Regions from separate parts of the Pan troglodytes genome. Here region 1 is linked to region 2. The links are chromatin contacts, called in public Hi-C maps. All regions are on one chromosome and are shown on one strand. Each heading gives the region's core, a stretch centred on a gene start, on an enhancer-like site or on the middle of the called end of the contact. The rest is flanking DNA. Distances are from core to core; before and after follow the strand shown. Region 1 has its middle 650 kb from the start of EPHA7. Region 2 holds the start of EPHA7 (EPH receptor A7).

The links. Hi-C and Micro-C count contacts between places; a contact is called where the count stands out from the background.
Region 1: a Hi-C map of induced pluripotent stem cells shows a contact between it and region 2, with 1.6 times the contacts expected there. The contact joins the enhancer-like site here to the promoter of EPHA7 in region 2. A contact is called at or near these places in 2 of 7 Hi-C or Micro-C datasets (induced pluripotent stem cells and stem cell-derived neural progenitor cells) and 1 of 1 datasets of contacts at active chromatin or transcription factors (stem cell-derived excitatory neurons).

The regions. Positions count from the first base shown.
Region 1 is chr5:106,084,111-106,087,721 of NHGRI_mPanTro3-v2.0_pri, forward strand. No RefSeq gene overlaps it. Among named protein-coding and RNA genes, the nearest start is that of EPHA7, 650 kb to the left of the region's middle. Within about 2 kb of position 1,296, at least 2 of the 24 cell types and tissues checked have an H3K27ac peak or open chromatin away from gene starts, as enhancers often do. A contact at or near this core is called in induced pluripotent stem cells, where this site is marked.
Region 2 is chr5:105,437,889-105,441,119 of NHGRI_mPanTro3-v2.0_pri, forward strand. It overlaps EPHA7 (EPH receptor A7), which reads right to left and starts at 1,270. Exons shown (of 17, transcript XM_054686144.2): 1 at 637-1,270. The coding sequence starts at 733. All of the region lies in intron 1 of LOC134810341 (a long non-coding RNA gene), which reads left to right.

The DNA.
Region 1 (3,611 bases), core at 46-2,545, 650 kb after region 2:
AACTAAAGCACTTTAAATATCTCTTTAAAAACTGTTCCTGGCACTCTTATTAACAGAAGTTATACATATCCTGGACCTCTTAGGCATATATATTTTTAAATAATTATAACACACAATTATTGAAGAACAAGAGAAAAAATAAAAAAAGAGGCGCTACGGGAGGAAATTATCATTCCAAGTCTGAAACATTGATAGCTGAAGTCATTTATATGCTTTCCTGAAGTCATCTCAGCTAGTCAATTTAGTGGGTAATAATTTCAGAAACATAGTGTTTTTTTCTTTTTTTCTGTCAAAGGTCCATTTAGATGAGATCAGGCACGTTCAGGGTGGTATAACCATAGACTTATTGAACTACACTCTTCATTTACCAGCCAGTTTTATAGAATTAACATAGAACTACTTAACAATTTTCATTCGCCACTGAATTAACAAAGTTCATTTACTCTCTAACCCTCTAACAAAAACATTTTATCATGTATTTTGCACCTAGAAGATTCCTAGTTTTCTTTGTAGTTAGACAGACATGACTCTATTACTCTGTGATTATAATAGTTTGGAAGTTATGTTTTCTAAAATATCTTAATAATAAGTTAAAACTGAGTTATTTTAAATGATTAGTTAATAAAATGAACAATGGATACAATATTCGAAGGAAATAAAATGCCACAATTCTTTGCATTATGCTGTGGTTAAATAAAACTAGAAAACTGATAGAATTATGTAGTAATATTTCCGCACATTCATACTTATTGAATAAAATTCTACTTCTGGGTTTTCTGTAGTTGCTTCTCAAAGAAACTGTAGTTGGAAGTGATTATGCAGAGCTATGGGCATAATACGTTCAGATTACTAACTGAAATCAGGAGTGAGAAATGAGATGTATACTACAATTACTCTGTACTGTACAGTCTGTCTAGACATGCTAGCAGAAAACTGCTGCTTAAACATATAATTATTAAGAAAGGCTCCCTTAATTTTTCAAGATATTTAGAAATTAATTGAAATTGATAAAGACAACAAGACATGGTAGCACTTTGAAGTGGAATTACCTAAATTAACAAGTTACATTTATGCTGAGATGGTCAGAATGGATGTGCAATTTTTACATGAAACATATATCAGCAATTATAGCTGTTTCTGTTCCATCACTGTTTAATTTTCTGTTCTCAGTCATGTATATTTATCCCTTGCCCAACACCTAAAAAATGCTAAGAATCCGGGAGGCTTTATGCAGACCTAGTTTTCTGAACACAAAACAGGAAACTATCTCAAATGCTCTTAGTTGATCCATCTTTGTGTTCCAAGCACAATGCCTCGAAAATCCACCTGCTGGAAGTCGGGTGGTGTATGCAAAGGGATGTCATGGTAATTTGAAAACTTTTGAATACAGAATAGAGGCTTTTCCTGCCTTCAAGCTCACCACACTGGTTTGTTTGGCTCATTACATGCCAAAACTTTTGATTGATGTGCTCATTTCAGTCACGGGTAATTTTAACTCATATATTAAGTAGCTGCTGCTTCCACTCCATTATAGTTCCTTGTATGGGGCAAATCAGAGCTCGGGTCTTGTCTGTATTGGGCTGACCTAGAGCCATAGTGTGCTTTTGTTTGGATTTAAGTAGGAGGCAAGCTAATATTTCAAAACTAGCAAACGTGTACAATCTCTGCTTCTCTTAATTGTAGGGATCCCTGTGGTAAAGAGCTTTTTATTGCTACCACATAGCTCTTTGGGAGTCCCAACGAAGCCAGAAATGTTGTTAAAGGCTTCCTAAAGACATAGAAATTCTTTTTAAATGTACGAGATTTAAGTGGATTAATACAATGTAACCAATTCTGGCAACATTTCCTCCCCTCTTATCTGTTTTTATTTGCGGAAGTCATTGTGTCTTAATAGTAATTTTTGGTTGTGTAACCCAGTATCTGCAGTACATTTGGGGACTGAGCACGCTTCAGTGCATTACCAGTTTACCATTCATTCTATACAGAATAGGACTTTAATAGGAATCACCACATAAATGGTAGCTAGTGATTTACATTTCTGTAAAATTTTAGGTTCAGTATTAATTTACATCAGTCTGCATAGAAAAATATAAGAATCATTTATTCATATCAGTAACCCTGTCTTTCTTTGAAACTCCTATCTATTCATTATAAATAGCAGAATTAAAATTAGACATTAGGCCAAACTAGTCAGTTAAACAAATAAACTTTAATTACAATTGACTTGTTTGATTTAAATTCAAATAACATTATTATTACCATTATGTTATTGTTATAGCACACAAATATGATTTATATTGAAACAAAGCCCTTTCCCCTAATAGAGCTTGAAGAATCTTTCTGGAAATAAATAAGATACACTAAAATGCTCATTTAAAAAATTTGGGTGTATCTCAGGGATGTGTAATCTGCTAAATATACCAATGATAACAGCAAACACTTTGTAAACTAAATAATCCAGGTTACAATCAACAAATACCTAATATGTGTACAAGAAAAACTAGTTTGAAAAAGGCAAAAATGGTTTATATTTTATAAATTGCTCAGAGGAAAGAAACAAATTAGGCTAGAAGCAGTAATTCAGAGGTATATAAGAAGCCTCTTTAAATATTTTGGGGGTCAGTAATTGGTACAAGTGTACATGTCAAGCTAAGCAACGTTCAAATCCTCTTCTCATTGAATCAAATAAAATGAAATTGCCCATGGAAATAAGGGTTGTAAACTTTGTATTATTTTGCTGTTGTATTGTATTATTTTAACTCATGGGATACTTAAGTCAGAGTTGCACAATCCAAGATACTGGAGACTTGGGAATGATCTAGTTTTAGATGCCAGTCTGGACAAACCAGACCAAATGAGCATTTTCTTCCTGGAAGTTGGATAAATACATCTTTATGTGTATTTAAGCTTGTGTTACTCAGGAAGGAACTAATTTAGATTTTAAAATAATTTATTTTTAAAATTTATCTGCAAATAAAAATTAGTCTGAAAAAGGGCTGAAAAACTAAGGACCATAAGCCCAATCCGGTAAGCTTCCTGTTTTTGTAAAGTTTTATTTGAACATATTCATGTACATATTATCTGTGGCTTCTTTTGTGCTATAAAGGCAGTGTTGAATGATTGAGACTGTATGGCTACCAAACCCTACACATTTACCATCAGGCCCTTGAAAAATAATGTCTACCAGCAGCTGATTTAGAATAAATATCTTATGTTAAAATATAAAGACCATTAATCATAAAGTTTGAATGTTTAAAAAATATTTCAGTATTTTCAAATAGAGCTAAAGTAATAATATAATTAAACAATTCAAAATGCATTCCTAAACTTATATCAACATAAGTGTTATAATCATGTTATATTTAATACATTCAATATTACATATTACAGGCCAGAGTGAGTTATTCATATCTCTCAAGGAAAAAAAAAAAGATAACATATAAAATATAAGTTCTAAGAATTATACTTATATGTTTATTCATATATTTCTTCGTATACATTTTGGCGAAGAAAAAAATATTTTTAAGTTTTCCATTTCCCATCATTAGTTTCCTTTTATAAAAGTAACATAACTCAAACTTTGTTTTGTTTTGTTTTGTTTTGATTTGCTT
Region 2 (3,231 bases), core at 20-2,519:
GGTCGCGCGCCGCACGCCGCGCTTCACCTCCGCGGCGTTATTGTTCCGTGCTGGCGGCCGAGCGCCAACCTCAGGACCGCGCCGCCGCCTCCGACGCAGTGAGCACTTCATTAGTAACCCGAGCTTTCCGAGCTCATCGAAGTCTCGGTCCCTCTGGGAAGGCTCCGGGCTCCCGCCACTCGCCGGCGGGCTGGCGGAGACGGTAGGGGCTGCATTTCCCAGTCTCCAACCCAACTCTGGCCGCAGCTCCCACAGAAGGCGAATAAGGAGAGAAGGAAGACCGAGCTAGAGAGAGATGTGACCCGCCTGAGGTACTAAGAAATAAGCTCGCCGGCAGTTCCTCCAACCCCACCCTACCCCCGTTGCTGCTCACGCCCTCCAGACTGCCCGCGCCAGAAATCCCGCACCCGTCGGATGGACGGCTCCGGGCACAGGGCTGTAGGCGGCTAGGAACAGCCCTGGCTCGCGCTCGCTGGTCCGCCAGGAGCGGCCTCAGCGGTGAGGGGGCGGGGAGCCGGCGGGGGAGGGTCGCCCGGCGCCGGAGGCGCGGCCGGCAGCGCCGCGGACGAGCTGGCTTGTGCAGGTAGACATCTAAATAAATAAGTCAGAACAAACTTTGCTTTCCCATCACCTTACCTTCCTTCGCAGCCTGCGCCTCCCCTGTGTGTGCAAAGCGGAGCAGCCAGATGTAGCATAAAATAATCCATGAAGGGTACCGAGTTTGAAAAACCATGGTGCATGAGCAGGTTTTATTTTAGGTTTCAGTTATCTTGAGTCGTGGATTTTTAAATGCTGTTTGTTCCGAAGTAGCTTTTGTTTTATTGTGCTCCTTGCATCGATTCCCCTTCTCGGTCCCCGATCGGCTGCTCCACGTTTAGCTTTTTTTAATTTCCCCCCCACTCCTGTTCGCTCGCACCGTGTTTGCTGCCTGCAAGTCTCCGACTGCAGACCGGCCGCTTGCTCCACACTCCAATAATATCAATTAGGGGGGGAGGGGGCGGGGCTCCGAGTCGAGAGCCTCCGCCACTCGGGCTGAGTGGCAGGCACAGCCGGCCTGCCAGGAGGCGATTCCCAGGGCCAAGGGGCGGGTCCCGGCGAAATGGCCGCCCCGGCCTCGGGGGCGGGGTCCGAGGCAGGAGCCAATCGGTGCCGAGCGGAGTCAGGTTGCTGGTCCAGGATTCCCTCCAGGTTCTGAGCTCGCGCTGGATGTTCAGAGGAGAACGAGGATGGCAGCCGAGGTGTGTGCTGCTTTGGACGCTCTGCTTTTAGCAACCGCAGCTTTCGCGTAGCAGAATAAATCTGAGAATCACGCTCCCAACTTACACTCTTTTCTATAGCTGTACTCCGCGCGATCTTTTAGAAACCAGAGGCGAAGCAAGCCTTCTCTCAGCTACCAAGCACGGAGCCCGGACAGTGAAATGAGCTGTGCCTTTAAGTAAAGTGTGTTTTACTTTTTTGTTGTTAGAACCTCCGCGGGCAGGGTAACTTTGTTTTTTGCCTTTTTGAAAAGTTTCTACTTCTCTTTTTCTGTTACTCCAAGAGCCGTCAGTTTTAGGTACCACCCACCACAATCCCTGAAAGAATAAAGTAACCAAGTGTATTATGTTTAAACAATGTTTCCAAGAGTTTGCAACAAGCTCTGGCAAAAGAAACAGAGGAAAAGGGAGTGGGAAAGGAAGTCTTTTGTTTTAAGCGCCCCTTCTCCTCCGCCCTGTCTTTTCACCATAGTTTGTTGAGCGAAGTGAGACATTAGGAGAGAACCTTCTGATGGTTGCGTATCGTTTTTTTACGCGTTTATCATTTTCTAAGGTTTTCCTTGGATTGCCTCCACTTTGATAGTTTTCCATTTCGCTGCGTAAATTACACTTAATTTTAAAGAATGCCACTACGTATTAAATTCATAAAACAAGACCTTTCTCTTCGCAAGTATTTACCATTTTCAGGAATTATTCAATGCTTATCTTTCAAAGAGAAACTAAGAATAAAAAAAGTCATAACCAATATCTCCAGTTGAATTCATTCAACCCGAACGGCAAGGAAGGCTGCGTAGGGAAATCTGTTTTCCATTAGGCAGTTTCGGACACTTTGTATTCAAGAGGTAGGTAATAAGAGGAAGAACTTTAAAATTTTAATTGCCAAATCTTCAATTTCAAAGGTCACACAGAGTAACTTGATCACATATTTAAGATGAATTTCTTTTTTTGTCCTATAATTTCTTCCTTTAAAAATATTTCTCAGTCATTTATGATTTCCTTTTATTTCCGATAGATCCAAAGTTTGATCTCACATAAGGCTCCAAACTTTTTCCAACCTTTCTATCTGGAAATATAAAGTAAATTGAGTTGTTTCTGCTGTTTATAGTAGGGAGTTCTCTAAGATGACAACCCCCAGATATTTATTTGTATTTTATGTTAAATTGTCTCCTGTAGTTTTTATTTGCCTAATAAAATAACATGGAAGAGAGATATGAAATTTATTCTTTAAACCTCTTTGATTCTGTAGTTTCTGAAACATTTCTTAAATGTTACATATTCCTAGCCATTATGCCTATTTAATATTTTAGAAAGTGTATCAAAAAGCATCTTCAGTGTCCCTTAAAGGATGCATAGAAAATGTAAATACGTAATAGATTAACCTTAGAAAGAGACAAAAAAAAAATATGGGGAGAACACACTTGTTATAGAGGAGATGAAGCTTTATTTACACAAATAGATGATTTAAGGATGAAACTTGTAAACTAAAGCATAAGAGTTAAAAACATAAATCCCTGCACTTAGTCTTTAGAACTCACAGAACTACAAACTTACAAATATTAAACCACTTCTAATAGTTAAAACGAATTCTCCAGGATTTCAACACTTTCCCCAGGGTCTCATCCCCACTTCTTAAAATGACACCAAGGTGGCCTTTAAAGTTTAAAATATTCCTTTCATCTATTGAATGACTAATACTCAATGATGTGAATACAAATACTTTTCCACTAAAACCAGGAAACCAAAGAAGTAACATCCTTCACTCCTCTGATGAGTGTAGGTGGTATAGTGAGTCCTCTTTTTGTGTCCCTTCTCTCTGTCAGACACAGGGGCATGTGTAACTTTACTCTTATTTTTAGAGACAAGAAGCTTCACATTAAATGCACATGTGCCAGGCTGCTGACAGTTCTCCCTGCATAGCTGCACAGTGATACTCATTTTTAGGTTTTTCAAACTTCTCTTCTTTCTTTTGTAGTAT